Regions from separate parts of the Macaca mulatta genome. Here region 1 is linked to region 2. Evidence: chromatin contacts called from public Hi-C data. All regions are on one chromosome and are shown on one strand. Each heading gives the region's core, a stretch centred on a gene start, on an enhancer-like site or on the middle of the called end of the contact. The rest is flanking DNA. Distances are from core to core; before and after follow the strand shown. Region 1 holds the start of ARL8A (ADP ribosylation factor like GTPase 8A). Region 2 holds the start of ELF3 (E74 like ETS transcription factor 3).

The links. Hi-C and Micro-C count contacts between places; a contact is called where the count stands out from the background.
Region 1: a contact with region 2 is called in a Hi-C map of fetal cortex germinal zone, with 4 times the contacts expected there. The contact joins the promoter of ARL8A here to the promoter of ELF3 in region 2. A contact is called at or near these places in 5 of 14 Hi-C or Micro-C datasets (CD4 T cells, blood, cortical neurons and 2 more).

The regions. Positions count from the first base shown.
Region 1 is chr1:59,810,920-59,814,105 of T2T-MMU8v2.0, forward strand. It overlaps ARL8A (ADP ribosylation factor like GTPase 8A), which reads right to left and starts at 1,745. Exons shown (of 6, transcript XM_078002961.1): 1 at 1,458-1,745. The coding sequence starts at 1,580.
Region 2 is chr1:59,664,530-59,667,720 of T2T-MMU8v2.0, forward strand. ELF3 (E74 like ETS transcription factor 3) reads left to right here and starts at 1,939. Exons shown (of 10, transcript XM_015120231.2): 1 at 1,939-2,147.

The DNA.
Region 1 (3,186 bases), core at 495-2,994, 150 kb after region 2:
AGCCTAAGTCAATGCCAACTTTAACCAGAGGGTCTCTGACCCAAAGGGCAGAGCCTAGGCAGACAGAGCCCAGGGGCGTTAGCTCCGAAAATTACTGTGTCAAAACCGCAGCATTGGCCTGAAGATCTTGCCCTGTCAGATCAGGAGACAGGAGACAGGAGACACTGGGTCGAGGAAGGGCAGAGGTCATTTGCAGAGCATGTTTGGGAAAGGAAGCCAGTGTTCAATCAGGGTGCCCGCCCCTTGAGCCTTCCATCTGCCTTCATGCCTCAGGTCCAATGAAGTGACATACCCTGCCTTCTGGGATGCTGAGAACTGTCCGGGAGGCCCATCTTCTGCAAGGCAGGGCAACAACATGACAGGTGGAGGTACCGAGGCTGGCTGGACACATTCCTCTGCTGACCTATCTCATCAGCATCTTTGGTCACTATCTGGCCAACTCACAGTTGTTGGAAACCTCAGCTTTGGGACTGGGGCCAGGTCCCTGGACAACCCCAGTCCCTGTCCCACACTTCCTCGACCCACAAGCCCTGTCTAGCCTAGCTCTGACAGGCAGGCCGCAGCCATTACTGCAGCCTCAGCTCACACCCATGGAACTCATCTTCCCCTTTTTTTGAGAGAGATTTTAACTCCTTCCCCACCACTCCCCTGGCACTGAAAGACTTACAATCACCCACTTCAGTGTTGACTACCCAAAGCCCTTAGAGCCACTCTCCCAAGGCCCCAGCGGGCAGTGCCCCTGCACCTCATCCTCTCTTGTCCGGAGCACCTCCTCCTGCAACTTCTGAGCCAGACGGAGTCTCCAAACTCCGGTTACCATGCCATCCTCCCTGGACCCCCAGCTAGACACTGCGGGTCGGGGAGAGGTTGGGGAGGAGTCTGGGCTTGAGCCAAGGGCCTCAGCTGAGTTCTCTACCCCCGGGGGATACCTCCCCTCCCCCTCAATAGGGCCGGGGCTTCCGGTTCCGGCAAAGAGGGGTTAAGCCCTCTGGGTGGGGCTGGGCTTGCTCAGACCCCCGCCCCAAGCCTGTCGGCCGTCCTGTCCCGTGACCCTCTACCCGCGGGACAGGAAGGCCCGGGCACTTTCGCTCCGTCATGCCCCCTTGCGCGGGGGCCAGAGGGGGCCCGTCTCAGCCGGCAGCTGGTCCCTCCTGCCTCGAGAGCCCCTCGGTGCCGCCTGCCCCGTGGCACCGGCCCTGTCTGTTAGTCCCCCTTCCCTTGCCCCCAGCCGTGCAGTACCGGCCCGGGTGGGAGAGCGGGTCGCGCGCCGCTCCGGTCCCCCACGGCACGGGCCGTACTAGGCCCCAAGCACTCGGGGCCAGCTCCTCCCCCGCCCGGCGCCCGGCCGTGCCCGGCCATGCCAGGCGGCGACCCCGGTTCAGCAGGGCGCGGCGCGGGCGGGGACAGGCCCGACCCGCGGCCCGCTCCCGGGGACCCCGCACCCGACGCCCTCGTACCGCGATCACGTTGACGAAGGTGGTCTTGCCCGAGTACTGAAGCCCGACCAGCGTGAGCTCCATCTCCTCCTTCCAGAATAGGGCCTTGAACCAGTCCAGCAGCTTGTTGAACAAAGCGATCATGGTCGCTGCCGCCGGCCCCGCCCGGTGTCGGGTCCCCTCCGCCCCTAGCTGCCCTCGCGCTGCGGCCCGGAGCGGCCCCTCCCCGGTACGGCCCGGGTCCCGCGGCTCGGTGCGGGCGGAGGCTCGAGCGCGGCGGCCGACGACTCGCTGCCCCGGAATCGGCTCGCCGATGGGTGTGGCTTCAGCGCCCTCCTCCTCCTCCGCCGCCGCCGCCCTGCGCGGCCGGGCCGTGTCCTGCTCGCACCCGAGCGCGCGCTCCTCCCTCGCCGGAGCCAGGGACCAGGGGCGGCACCCGCAGGTGGGGTGAGCAGGGAACCCGCAGGCTTCAGGGGAGGGGGTTGACTGGCAGTTGGCGTCGAGAGGCGCTTAGGAAATGGGGTCTAATTTATTTTAGACGCTGTCCCCCACCGCCGCGCCCTGACTGGCACCCCCTTTCTTAAAGGGTGGTGGGCTCGAGGTGGGTGAAGTCCCGGTTAAGCAGGAGCCTTTCCAGGTTGAAGGAGAGTGTGTCACTCACTTTCCAGGACACGAAGATGAGATCTCTATGACAGGGAGGCAAATGGAGGCTTTTTTGTTCCTGAACCCTTGCCTCTGAGCATCCCTGGGTAGAGTCCCATCCTCTCAAAATGCTCCCAGCGCAGAGGGACAACCGTATTCGGGCCTTTTCATACTCCATCTTGTTTTGTTCACCACAATTTACCCCGACCACTTGTTAGGAAGCCTCTGGCCCCAAGTGAAACGGACGCTTGAAGTTGCTCCCGATTTTTACCAGCATCCCCAAGATACCGAAGCAGATACAGTCCTGGCAGGGGGCTTCCAGTGAGGAACATCTGTGACAAAGGCAAATGTTGCCCTGTTTTGGTGAAAAGCAGAGTATTCTTCAGGAGGAGAAGTGATAGTTCTCCTGAAGTGGGTGTGGAGTGCCTGCAAAGCTGCCTCACTCCTGCCCGCTTCCTTGCAGGACCCACCCGTAGGGCCTGCTCAGGCAGGCTGACAACCCCAGCTGACCCTCTGGGTAGGCCCAGGCTTCGGGCAGTCCCCAGCCTCTGCTGGCTGCCCGTTGGGATTTGGTTTTCAAATGTAGTCGTATGTAGTCTATTGTTTTAGTCAAAAGTGGATAAACTATCAATATCAACCATATCTGTCCAATCGACCGGAGTTAGATGACCCCAAATAGTCAAAAAGTTACCAAAGTAGAAGAATCACAAGGTTTGGGCTAGAATAATATTCTGGGTTTTTTTTGTTTTATTTTTCTTTTTTTGACAAGAGTCTCACTGTGACACCCAGGCTGGAGTGCAGTGGTGAGATCTTGACTCACTGCAGCCTCCACCTCCTCAGGCTCAGGTGATTCTTCCACCTCAGCCTCCTGAGTAGCTGGGACTACAGGCATGCGCCACCATGCCTGCCTAATTTTTGTATATTTTGTAGAGACGGGGTTTTGCCATGTTGTCCAGGCTGTTCTCAAAGCCCTGAGCTCAAGCAATCTGCCTGCCTCAGCCTCCCAAAGTGCTGGGATTACAGGCATGAGCCACTGTGCCTGGCCAATATTCTGGTTTATTGAGCACCATCTTTCTTTTTTTTTTTTTTTTTTGAGACGGAGTCTTGC
Region 2 (3,191 bases), core at 689-3,188:
TTATCATTTCCATCACTAAGAAAAAAACAAAAGTGGGCTGGGCACAGTGGCTCATGCCTGTAATCCCAGCACTTTGGGAGGCTGAGGTGAGAGGATCACTTGAGCCCAGGAGTTTGAGACCAGCCTGCCCAACATAGTGGGATCTCATCTCTACCAAAAAAAAAAAAAAAAAAGGTCGGGCGTGATGGTTCACGCCTGTAATCTCAACACTTTGGGAGGCCAAGGCAGGCAGATCACTTGAGGTCAGAAGTTCAAGACCAGCGTGGCCAACATGGTGAAGCCCCATCTCTACTGCAAAAATTATATATGTACAAAAATTAGCCATGCATGGTGGCGCACACCTGTAGTTCCAGTTACTTGGGAGGTTGAGGCAGGAGAATCACTTGAACCTGGGAGGTGGAGGTTGCAGTGAGCTGAGATCATGCCGCTGCACTCCAGCCTGGGTGACAGCAAGACTTCTATAAAAAAAAAAAAAAAAACACAAAGATAGCTGGGCGTGGTGGTGCATGCCTGTGGTTTCAGCTACTCAGGAGGCTGAGGCAGAAGGATCACTTAAGCCCAAGAGGTCAAGGCCACAGTGAGTCTTGACTGTGCCACTGAACTCCAGCCTGAGTGACAGAGTGAGACCCTGTCTCAAAAATAAAAATAAAAAACTGTCTTACGACTTTTTCTCTACCCTTCTCCCCATCAAGGCTTCACTGGGCCTCACCTGTCTTTGCTCCTGGATGACTATTTGAATGGTGTGGTAATCAGTAGTCTTTTAGAACTTAGCATTAAATTCTGATTTCCTGGCCTCAACATGGGGACCTAAACAGTTAGCAATCTGGGTTTGGGAGTGGGATGAGGGGAGGGTTGGAAGAAATATTTAGTGTGTTTCAGTTGCCTTTCTTTAAATACAGGGCACCCCTGAACCAGCCTCTGTTCGCAGCTCTGCTCTGTCCTTGGCTTTAGGTTATCAAACAGGCTTTCTCCCTCCCCTGCACAAGGGTCGGGAATGAGTCCATTTGCTTTCACTCAGCAAGAGCAAGGGACTAGTGACCAAGTGGTAGACTGGAGAGGCCTCTGCCCCATGCATGGCACACTCAACTTCACCATCAGAGAGGGCGATGTGGGTCACAGGAGAGGGATCTGGAGGCCCAGGATCGGAAGAGACACTCTAGGCACTGGCATTTTGACAGCAAACTCCTGTGGCTCTTTCAGGACTGTTCCTGGCAATATGTTATTGACAAGGACTATTTTAGGGCTATCCAGTTGCCTCCCCCTCTCCCCAACCTGGTGTCTAGCTTATCAGTAGCTATCTTTCCTTGCTCTTTACAAAAATCTATAGCACCCACAGGCCCAGTAATCATGAAAGGTCACTGGAAGGAAAGGCTGGAAGTCCTTCTTCTAACAGCCGTTCTGTGACTCCACTAACTTTGTGGGTTCCCATTTCATAGCACAGGTATCCTGAGCTGTGTAGCCTGCCTCACTCGCCACCTTTGTACCCGACAGGCCTACTGGATGTGGCTGTCCTTTTGTAGGGCATCCTCCCATCCCACAGATGAGGCTGTGCTGCCGTGTGGGCAAGCTCTGTGGGGAGAGAGGAGGCCAGTGGGCTGTTTTTGCCATCACAGAGTACTGGGAAGCCCCTGGCATCCTGCTCCGTAGCTCTCTTGACCACTATCCTGGAATCTTCTCCCCACCCCCATCCCCATGCTTCCAAGGCACTGACCTCAATCCAGTCTTTCCCACTTATCTCAAGCTGCTAGTCTGTAGGGATTCCTTATCTCAGCTCCATGTCACCGGTGAGGAAGCTCCAAGAAGGCAAGGGAGCTGAGAGCCTTCTCATTTTTCTCATACATCCTCCTCTTCACCCCGCCATCCTGGGAGCCCCAGCCAGATACTCTTCAGGGCAGGGAGCACGTGAGCAGCCCTGGGGCTAGAAGCCGGTTCTCCCACATTCCTGGGTGAGGGACTGGGTGGAGGGTGTGCCTGCCTCAGGCTCCTTGGGGGAGGCCCCCTGAAGGGCTGGGGAAAATCCTACTGAGCCCCAGGCTCTCCTGCCTGCACTGTCCCAGTGCGGGGGTGGGGGGTGGGGGTGGGGTTGGGGGGGGAATCCTGGACATTAACTCTCTCCTAGGCACCCAGGCGCTTCAGAGAGGAGGAAGGTAAGAAGCAGATTCTCTGGGCAGGACTTTCTTTGTCCTCAGGCTATAGAGTTAAAGAAAGGAGTATCTGTGGAAGGTGGAGTCACCTTTTGTTTGAGTAACCATTTCACCCACCCTGGCTGAGGGTGGCCAGGAACTCCGCAAGTTATGCATTAATGGAGGTGGGTCACACAGATCCTACATTTTTTTTTTTTTGAGATGGAGTGATTACAGGTGTGAGCCACCGGATCCTACATTTTTAGATGCATAAAAATCTAGATCTGGGCTAGGCACGGTGGCTCATGCTTGTAATCCCAGTACTTTGGGAGGCCGAGGCAGGCAGATCACAAGGTCAGGAGATCGAGTCCATCCTGACTAACACGGTGAAATCCCATCTCTACTAAAAATACAAAAAGCCGGGTGTGGCGGTGGTCTGTAATCCTGGCTACTCGGGAAGCTGAGGCAGGAGAATTGCTTGAACCCAGGAGGCAGAGGTTGCAGTGAGCAGAGATCGCGCCACTGCACTCCAACCTGGGTGACAGAACGAGATTCCACCTCAAAACAAAATAAACAAACAAAATGCTAGATCTGGAAGCGATCTTAGGGATTATTGAATTCAGACAACCTCATTTTTTATAGATGAGGAAACAAGCGCAGACTCCAAGGGTCTCACCCAAGATGACACAGTTGCAGATGTTGGCTACAAGTCTCCTGCCTCAGCCACCTGTATTACCCCATTCAGGATCTCAAGGAGGGTCTATAAGACCCTGTCCATTGTGTTTCAGGCTGAGTCCATAGAGACAACCACAGACATGGGGGACTCTACCCACAGGGAAGGCAAGGGCTCTGACCATGGAGCTGGGAGGGAAGACTCTGAGTCCTGTGCAGGGAAAGAGCAAGGGTTTCATGTACAACACACCTGCATACCTGGGTGTGAATCTCAGCCCCACCCCTTCACCAACTCTGTGTGGCCTGGGCAAGCCATTCTAAGGGAACCCTCCACGCTGCAACTTTCTTGTCTATAAAATGGGAATAACCATGCATTCCTTACAGGACTTTTTTGGT